Regions from separate parts of the Sus scrofa genome. Here region 2 is linked to region 1. The links are chromatin contacts, called in public HiChIP or PLAC-seq maps. All regions are on one chromosome and are shown on one strand. Each heading gives the region's core, a stretch centred on a gene start, on an enhancer-like site or on the middle of the called end of the contact. The rest is flanking DNA. Distances are from core to core; before and after follow the strand shown.

Region 1 (5,163 bases), core at 1,146-3,645:
TCGATCCCTGGCCTTAGTGGATTAAGGATATGGCGTTGCTGTGCGCTGTGGTGTAGGCCGGCAGCTGCAGCTCTGATTTGACCCCTAGCCTGGGAACCTCCATGTGCCGTGGGTGCGGCCCTAAAAAGACAAAAAAAAAAAAAAAAAAAGAACACGATTAGCATCCATGAGGATGCAAGGTTCAATCCCTGGCCTTGCTCAGGGGGTTAAGGATCCAGTGTTGCCATGAGCTGTGGTTGGAGATTGCAGACACGGCTCAGATCCCACATTGCTGTGGCTGTGGTGTAGGCCGGTACCTGCAGCTCTGATTTGACACACAGTCTGGGAAATTTTATATGCCTCGGATGCAGCCCTGAAAACAAAACTGTCAGAATCCTTTGTCACTATCTTCTCTCCCGTTATCTTTTTCCTTAGGAGTTAACATCTTTTATACTCCCGACATGACTACGGCAGCCTTCAGGGAAGGAAAGACACATGTGGTCAAACCACCATATTTAATTGGAGGTCTGTGAGCCCAGCTGAGAAGCAGACTACTTCTCACTGCCAATTCCCTTTAGAAACTGCAGCTGCTATTCTGTTCTTCCACTATTTCTCATTCAATATTTTATGCAGGTAAGCTTGATAATCTTCCAAAAGATTTTAGTGTGTTTCCTCTCAATTCATCTTCCTATTTTTTGAAATTGACAATAAGTCGTATGTCTTTTGAGATTTACCTACAAAAATTATAAAACAGAATCCTAAAGCATATGTAAAAATTCTCCACAAAGTAGTCAGAACTGAAACTCAAAAATATGGGTGTTCCTGCTATGGCACAGTTGGTAAAGAATCTAACTGCAGAGGCTTGGGTCGCTGAAGCGGTATGGGTTCGATCCCCAGACCAGCTCAGTGGGTTAAAGGATCTGGCATTGCCACTGTTATGGTGTAGGTTACAGCTGCAGCTCAGATTTCAATCCCTGGCCCAGTAACATCCACATGCTGTGGGTGTGGCCAAAAGGGGAGGGAAATATATATATATATAATTGAATTCCTATATATTGGGAACAAATAATTGGCAACTGAAATTTAAGGCAAACAATCCCATTTACAATAGTGCCAAAAATATGTAAAAGCCCTGAGTACAAATTTAATGAAAGACATCCAAAGCCAGTGTCTTGCTACTAAAACTACAAAAGATTGTTGAAAAAGTTGAAGACCTAAATAAATGGAGAGATACACTATGGTGAAGAGAGATTCAATATTGCTAAAATGGCAATTCCCTCCAAATGCATCTACATATTCAACACAATCCCGATCAAAATTTGCACCAAGCTTTTTATTACAAATTGGAAGGGTGATATTGAGATTTACATGGAAAGGCAAAGGACCTGGAGTATCCTCAGCAGTTTTTCTTTTTTGACCATGCCTCCAGCATACAGAAGTTTCCAGCCCAGGGACTGAACCCACTCCAGAGTAGTAACCCAAGCCACAACAGTGACAACACCAGGTCCATAACCCACTGAGCCACCAGGGAACTCCCACAGCAACTTTTTAAAATAACAAAATTGGAGGATTTACCCTACTTGATCTCAAGATTTACTATAAAGCAACATAATCGAGACCTTTGGGGACTGATTTAAAGGCAGACATACTAGATCAATGGAAAAGAAGAGTTCAGAAATAGATTTACATGTTAGGTGCATTCATTTTTGGTAAAGTTGCAAGGGTAAATCATTGGAGGAAAAAAGTTTTCAACAAACCAAAGCAGAGCAATTGGATATCCACATTTGGGGGGAGGGAGGGTGAAAGAGAGAGAAAAAAAAGAACACTGACCCTTACTTCATAAAATTCACAAAAATTAATTTAAAATGGATCAAAATTTAAAATTTAAATTTGGCCTTAATTTAAAACCATATAGTTTTACATTAAAAATTCCAAAGAAGTGGAGAATATGTTTGTAATCTTGGGAAAGGCCAGAATTTCTCAGAACAGAAACAAGCATAATTTATTTCAAAAAAAGAGAGACAGCATGCCCCCAATTGGGCTTCATCAAAATGAAATGTTAGCATCTTCAAAAGAAGACATTAAGAAAGCAAAAAGGCAGGCATTCTCATTGTGGCTCAGAGGGTTAACAACCCAACACAGCATCTGTCAGAATGCGGGTTCGATCCCTTGGCCTTGCTCAGCAGGTAAAGGATCTGGCATTGCCGAAAGCTGTGGCTCGGATCACGGCTGTGGCGTGAGCCTCAGCTGCAGCTCCCATTCAACCCTAGCCTGGGAACCTCCATGTGCCACAGATGGTGGCCATAAAAAGAAAAAGAAAAGAGAAGAAAAGAAAAAGGCAGGACACAGACTGGGAGGAAACACTTGCAACACTTGCATCATACACAGGAACTATACTCAGAATATATAAAGAACTTTTGCAACTTAAAAAGAGTAAGACAGGGAGTTCCCCTGTGGCTCAGCAGATTAAGGATCCTGCTGTGGCTCTGGTTATTGCAGTGGTGAGAGTTAGATCTCTGGCCCAGGAACACTGCTGTGGCATAGATCGCAGACATGGCTCGGATCCCTCATTGCTGTGGCTCTGGCGTAGGCCAGCGGCTACAGCTCCAAATTGACCCCTAGCCTGGGAACCTCCATATGCTGCAAGTGTGGCCCTAAAAAGACAAAAAAAAAAAAAAAAAAAAAAAAGACAAGTAATTTCATGAGGAAATTGATTAGAGACACTTCGCAAAACAATTCCCAGAAATGGCCAATAAACACAAGAAAAGATGTTTAACATCATTAGCCACTAGGGAAATTAAACAAAGGTGATGTGCCCTGCTATTTCCAACAGCAGGGAAACATGAAAAAGACTGACTGTACCAAGTGCTGGCGAAGATGTGGAAGAGCTGGCCTCGCATACACAGCTGGTGGGAATGCAAAATGGTGTCATCACTTTGGAAAACAATTTTCTTAAAGGTTATACAGCTACCATTCAACCCTAGCATGCTACTTCTGTATAGTTAGCTGAGAGAAAAGAACCTTATGTCTACACCAAGATTTCTACTCAAGTGTTCATAGCAGTTTTGTTGTTCAGAGCCAAACACCAGCAAACCAAACAACTGAGAATGGATACACGAACAGGGACATACCCATATGATGACATATTACTTCACGATAAAGAGGAACCAACTGTCCCTATAAGCATTAACATGCATGAATATCAAAACCACTATGCTCAGGGAAAGGAGACAGGTATACGGACACATACCCACAGTATGATTCCACTTTTGTAAAAATTCTAGAAAATATGACCTGCTCTATAGGGATGGAAAACCAATCAGGGATTGTGAGGAGATGAGAGGAAAGGTCAGAATACAAAATTACAAAGAGGCACAAGGAAGCAGAGGGGAATGGAAATACATATATAAAAGCTGATCAAACTATACACCCTATTTATTAATTTTTTTTGCCGCCCCGTGGCATATGGGGGTTCTGGGGCCAGGGATCTGATCCGAGCTATAGCTGTGACCTAAGCCACATCTGCGGCAATGCTGGATCCTTAACCCATGGTGCCAGGCTGGAGATCAAACCTGCGTCCCAGTGCTCCCAAGACACCATGGATCCTGTTGTGCCACAGTGGGAACTCCTGGATACTTTAAATATATGAGGTTTGGTGTACTTCTAACGAAGCCACAAGCTGCAGACAAAATACTAAAAATAAAAGCCAAGAGTTTTGCAATCCTAGCAGTTCAATTCAAACTAAAATATCTACATTGGAATATCCTCTTAAGAGAAGTAGTTATTCCCAATAACTCTCCATAAGTATTTTATCTTTAAAACAACAACAACGAATTCAACTTTAAGCTCAACCAAAAAACTTAATTGAAGGGCCAGAGCCAATGATGGACAATAGAACTTCGGAATACGAATGTTTAATATAGAACTTCCCATTGTGGCAGGAGAAATGAATCCAACTAGGAACTATGAGGTTGCAGGTTCGATCCCTTGCCTCACTCAGTGGGTTAAGGATCCAGGGTTGCTATGAGCTATGGTGCAGGTCGCAGACGCAGAGTGGATCCCATGTGGCTGTGGCTGTGGAGTAGGCTGGCAGCTGTAGCTCCAATTAGACCCCTAGCCTGGGAACTTCCATGTGCCATGGGTGTGGCCCTAAAAAGCAAAAAAAAAAAAAAAAAAAAAAAAAAAAAGAATGTTTAATATAATTAAGGAGTTTATAGTTACCTCATAGGATTCAATAGCAAAGTAAGCAGGATTTTTAAACGGGCAGAAGATCTGACCAGTCACTTTTCCAAATAAGACATACAAATGGCCAAGAGGGACACAGAAAAGGTGCCCAACGTCACTAAGGAAATACAGCCACGCACCTGTCAGGATTGCGATTGCGGAAAAGACAGGAAGGAACAAATGCTGGCGAAGATGTGGAGAAAAGGACACCCTTGTACACTGTTGGTGGGGATGTAAATTGGTGCGGCCACTGTAGAAAACAGTATGCAGCTTCCTCAAAAAATTAAATAGAACTAGCATAGGAACCTGCATTCCTACCACTGGGTATACATCCAGAGGAAATGAAATCATTATCTCAAAGAGGAGATATGAATTTCCATGTTCACTGCAGCATTATTAACAATAGTCAAGACATGGAAACAACGTGCCTGTGGATGGATAAATAGATAAAGAAAATGGGGGTTGTGTATAGAACATGTTATTATTCAGCATTTTTTTTTTTTTTGGTCTTTTTTCCATTTCTTGGGCTGCTCCCATGGCATATGGAGGTTCCCAGGCTAGGAGTCGAATCGGAGCTGTAGCCGCCGACCTACACCACAGCTCACGGCAACGCTGGATCCTTAACCCACTGAGCAAGGCCAGGGATCGAACCCGCAACCTCATGGTTCCTAGTCGGATTCGTTAACCACTGCGCCACGACGGAAACTCCTCAGCCTTAATAAAAGAAGAAAATCTTCCATTTGTTACATGGATAAACCTAGAGGACATTTTGCGGAGGGAAATTAGCCAGACACAGAAAGGCAAATACTACATGATCCAACTTATATATGTGAAATCTAAAGAAGTCAAACTCTGGAGTTCCTGCCGTGACTCAGCAGTAACAAACACAACTAGCATCCATGAGGATGCGGGTTCTATTCCTGGCCTCGCTCAGTGGGTTAAGGACCCAGCACTGCCATG
Region 2 (5,141 bases), core at 2,307-4,806, 130 kb before region 1:
CCCTGCTGGCTCTGGATGTCCTGCTCAGTGCCACCTGGCACCTGCATTTCTCCTGGCACAGAACGTATCGCCTTATCTCACACGCCCCCACATATATTTATGTACCTGTATCTGTGCAGTAGTTTGGTTTCTGCACACTCCTCCCACTAAAACATGAAGTTCCGGAGGACAGGGACCCTGTCTCTACAGACGGAACCACACACCCCTGTCCTTAGAATCCAGAAGGGCGTCCATGTCCAACAGATCTCGCCCCCCAGATATTTGCTGAATTGACGGAGAAATCTCTTTTCTTTCATTCTTTCTTTATCTTTTTTTTTTTTTTTTTTTTTTTTTTTTTGTCTTTTTAGGGCTGCACAACAGCATATGGAAGTGCCCAGGCTAGGGGTCAAATCGGAGCTGTAGCTGCCAGACTACACCACAGCCACAGCCACACCAGATCTGAGCCTCATCAGCATGCGACCCACACCACAGCTCACGGCAACACCGGATCCTTAACCCACTGAGCAAGGCCAGGGATCGAACCTGCGTCCTTATGGATGCTAGTCCGATGCTTTTCCACTGAGCCACAATGGGAACTCTCTCTCTTCCCCACTGAATGGCAGGGAAGGATCCATAAGTGAAGTTCTTGAAGGGAGTGAGGCATGGGGTCATCACAGCCACCAGTGTCATCAATGTGTACCGTGGTTTCTTTCTGCAAAGACAACGAGACCAGCGTGTGCGAGGCAGACACGGATGGCGAACAGCAGGACGGAAGACCTGAAAGTTGCCACATTCCCCCACATATTTTCCGGATGCTCAACAGAACCTTCCTGCGATGCATCTTTCAGACCAACGGTCTGTACGGAGTCACATCACACACCTGTCGAGGTCCCCGCAGCACGTACCGAAAGCCGGATGAGAGTTAGGTGCTAGGCTGGGTGCTGGTTCTATTCTTCCAAATCCGCATTATAAGGGGTCACTGTTTCCATGTTAATCAGGGAAAGGGGGGTTGCAAGGAGAGAGTGTGGGCCATTCAAAGACGACTCTGGGAGGCTCTCACGGTGTCTGGATCTTAACGGACACGTGGGCAGCAGCCCATCCGCCGACGTTTAGTCTGTTTGGTTCCCCGTCACCGCGGCCAGGTTCCAACATCAAGCACACAGAGACATTGCCGTCTAACTTTTATATGAAGAATTTAATTATCTATACACATAACTAATGCAAAAGGGTGTATTACAGTTGTTAAAGCCGCAGGTTTAGATATTTATATATTTTACATTCATATCCGTGAAAATACTGAAGCGCCAGGGACCGAGGAGGCGCCCTCGTTCTCTGTGCCCCGGGAGTGGAGAAGGACCTCTACACAATCGCCAGCCCGGAATCCCCGAGGGGAGAGATGAGAAACAGAAGATCACCACTGTTAGAAAGTCATTAGTAGACCTGCTAAATTGTGCTTGAGGCTCCCCTCCCGCCCCCACTCCTACCCCCACCCCCACCCCCTGCGCCCTGTTTTCTGTGCTGTCAGCAACGGCGTTTTTATTGAGAGCTTCCAACTAGTGTTTAAAAGACAAACATGGCTTCGGCTACAACACATCCCACACATCACGGACCGTGAGCTCCATTTCATATTAATCTGTAGAAATTCCACAGTCTAGTTAAAAAATGTAAACATTGGAAATTAATTGCAAGGAGACTCCTATACATTCTTTCTTGTCAAGAAAATTACGTGTTCAAAATAGGTCATTCCATGAAAAGCAACTGGAATAAAACTGCGTGTAACAGAGTCTAAGGCGCGATTGTAGGTACTGGTGATTGATAACCACCTCCATGGTGTGGTCTATGGGTTTCTGGTATGAAAACACGCCACATCGAAAACCCCAAACAGAAAACACCAACTCAACCAGAGAAATCTGAGACCGAGCGAAAACACAGGTGCTTTCGCGTGTGGCTACAAGGTCACTGTGCAAAATAAAATTAATGCAATATGATTAGAGCATCATACAAGGTAAAAGCTTTTGCCATGGAAAGAACTAATTTCTTATGTACAGGATGTATTATTACATGCTCAACAAAGTACATCTGATACACACAAACAAGCACAAAACACCTTCTGAAGTTTAATTGGCCTCGTACTACATGTCTTTAAAACAGATATACTGAACTCCTCTGTACTTCTACGTTAGGCGGCCAACACCCAAACTACACAATTTAGTTGGTAACACTGGACAAAAATGAAAAAAAAAAAATACATCAAGTCTCAGATTTATGGACATTTGGAACATTTTTTAATAGCACATGCAGCATTCCTTGATAGTGGGTCTTTTTGCAAAACCAAAAGCGCAAAGAAGTCATCTATTGATTGATTGATTGATTTGAACGGCTGAAAGATTTATTTAAAAAATAACGTGAAAACTCTTGAAAGCACCTGTGCCAAGGTGGGGGGAAGTCAATTTGAGTCACTAGGAAAGCCACAAAAGGACCCACTACCCTGTGTATTTTTGCAATTTTTTTGCTTCTTTCTCTGCAAGTAATAACTCAACATTGCTATCACATGCAACTAAGGTAAAATGAGGTAAACTGCTCTGCAGTGAGTTCTTCTACTCAGAAGGCAGTAGGTGATCATGCTGGAAGTCACATGATCAAGGCTGCATCTCCCATCATCCCTCTGGGCAGTGATATGGGATAGTGGGTCTCTTTGAGGACTTTCAAGCCTGAGGGGGGGATGGACAACATATGATTCCTAGAAAAAGGAGGAAAACAACACATAAGCAAAACAAAACAATGAGCAAAATTCAAGCTAGGAAAATGAGTCAGGCATGTAAACAGCATGGTGCCAAAATGATTAAAAGGGAAAAAAAAAAATAAAGGAGAAAGGGGGGGAGGGGAGGGAGGGGACATGCTACAGAAGGAATGATTTAAAAAAACAAACAACGAAAAAAAAAAAAAACCAAAAAAACGAAAACAAAAACCCCACGAGATCAAGTCTTGCATCACAGAAGGTCTTCAAAGAGACTGTTGCGAATGCAGCAATGGGGGAACTTTACAAGTTCTGCAAACCAAGCTCGGCAGAATCAGAGCAATGCTGCATGTTTGACCGGGTGACACCAGAGAGGAGAGGCAGGCGAGCCCCCGGGGGCACTTACATTGCTGGCTGGGGTCCATGTCTGTGGTCAGCTTCACGTAGTTGGACGGGAAGAGCCCCACTTGGCCGTGGACTTCTCCCTTCCACCAGTCGGGGTCTTCCTTGTTGAGGACGTTGATGACCTGGCCCTTGTTGAAGGCCAGCTCGTCGTCGTTCTGCGCGGTGTAGTCGTACATCCCGATCACCTGGCACACTGCGGAGACAGGCCGGGTGAGCGCTGCGCCCCCGCGCCCGCGGGACCGCTAGGTACCCGCCTGGGTCCTCTGGGTCCTTTCCGGGATGGGACCACGCCAAGGCACCGAACACCGAGGGGCTTTGTGCAGACGGGGCTGCGGAGGTGTGTGTGTGGGGGGGACACAGAAACCCGAGGCAACGGCAGAAACGTCCGCCCAAGCCTTTCTTGTTTCTATGGGCTCTTCCCCTTTTCAGGTTTTGTCTTGTCAGCACAAAGTGTACAGCGAGGACTGAGAGCTTCCATGGAATCACTGCTGCCTGAGTGCAGGGGGACGGACGCCTTTAAAATACTGACTCTGAACACTGGCCCCGCCTCACAAGCAGCTGTGTCTCCTGGGACTCTCCTGTGGCTCTTTTTTTCCTGTTTGTCTTATGGTGGAAGGTGTTTATCACCTGACTTCCAAAAAGTTCCACTCTCTTTTACTGCATTTTTTGGTCTTTCTAGGGCCACACCTGAGGCATATGGAAGTTGCCAGGCCAGAGACTGAATTGGAGCTGTAGCTGTCAGCCTACACCACAGCCACAGCAACAAGGGATCCCAGTCACGTCTTTGACCTACACCACAGCCCACGGCTACGCCAGATCCCAACCCACTGAATGAAGCCAGGGATGGAACCTGCATCCTCATGGATACTGGTTGGATTCGTTTCCATGGAGCTACAATGGGAGTTCCACTCTCTTTTATTTATTTATTTATTTATTTTATTATTATTTTTTTTTTGTCGTTGTTGTTGCTATTTCTTGGGCCGCTCCCACGGCATATGGGAGGTTCCCAGGATAGGGGTTGAATCGGAGCTGTAGCCACCGGCCTACGCCAGAGCCACAGCAACTCGGGATCCGAGCCGCGTCTGTAACCTACACCACAGCTCACGGCAACGCCGGATCGTTAACCCACTGAGCAGGGGCAGGGACCGAACCCGCAACCTCATGGTTCCTAGTCGGATTCGTTAACCACTGCACCACGACGGGAACTCCTCTCTTTTATTTTTAATTGAAGTATAGTTGATTTACAATGCTGTGTTAAGTTCAACTCTTTTCTCTCTTTTAAGGGCTGCACCTGCAGCATATGGAAGTGCTCAGGCTAGGGGTCAAATCAAAGCTGCAGCTGCCGGCCTACACCATGGCCACACCACACAACGCCAGATCTGAGCCATGTCTGTGACCTACACTACAGCCCACAGCAACACCTGATCAGGGCCGGGGATCGAACCCGCATCCTCATCCTCATGGATACTAGTTGGGTTCGCTACTGCTGAACCACAACGGGAACTCTTAATTGAAAGTAAAATCAGTTTCTTATCCTGCTGTACCTTTCTGTCTCAATATTTTGTCTCAAAGAAAGAAACGATTTCCACATTAAAGAACAATTTTTCTTTTCTCAAGTTCCCTCAAAGCGATAGAAGGTTACACTGTTTTCATTCCCTGGCATTTTCACGTTTTCAGTCTGCCTAGTTAGGCTGTACCCCCAGTTAATCTTTCCTAACCAACCTATATATAGGCTTGGGCTTTAACAATTCTCCAGCTAATCCATTCACCTCGGCAAGCGATTTCTGTGGGTTTCAACCAATCTGATGAAGGGACGCACCAGGCCTCCCTGAGAGAGAGGCCCTCTGGCTGGCACCATACCCCTCTGCCCACATGAGGCCACGGCTCAAGCAAAGGGGCCTGGCTGGGGTCGGGAGTCAGTCACAAAGTTGGCCGATCCTTTCATTTCTTGCCCGTGTGGCCAGGTTTTAATCTGATGTCACTGGGGAGGTACAGCATAGACATGGAACCACAAAGCCCT

Evidence for each region. HiChIP or PLAC-seq counts read pairs in DNA pulled down with a chosen protein or histone mark.
Region 2: an H3K27ac HiChIP or PLAC-seq map of alveolar macrophages shows a contact between it and region 1. The contact joins two enhancer-like sites. A contact is called at or near these places in 1 of 47 Hi-C or Micro-C datasets (epiblast stem cells) and 1 of 2 datasets of contacts at active chromatin or transcription factors (alveolar macrophages).

Annotation. Positions count from the first base shown.
Region 1 is chr13:197,309,658-197,314,820 of Sscrofa11.1, reverse strand. All of the region lies in intron 1 of ITSN1 (intersectin-1), which reads right to left. Among named protein-coding and RNA genes, the nearest start is that of ITSN1, 11 kb to the right of the region's middle. Within about 2 kb of position 2,395, at least 2 of the 83 cell types and tissues checked have an H3K27ac peak or open chromatin away from gene starts, as enhancers often do. A contact at or near this core is called in alveolar macrophages, where this site is marked.
Region 2 is chr13:197,441,421-197,446,561 of Sscrofa11.1, reverse strand. It overlaps ITSN1 (intersectin-1), which reads right to left. Exons shown (of 42, transcript XM_021070946.1): 29 at 3,123-3,314. Among named protein-coding and RNA genes, the nearest start is that of ATP5O, 76 kb to the left of the region's middle. Within about 2 kb of position 3,556, at least 11 of the 83 cell types and tissues checked have an H3K27ac peak or open chromatin away from gene starts, as enhancers often do. A contact at or near this core is called in alveolar macrophages, where this site is marked.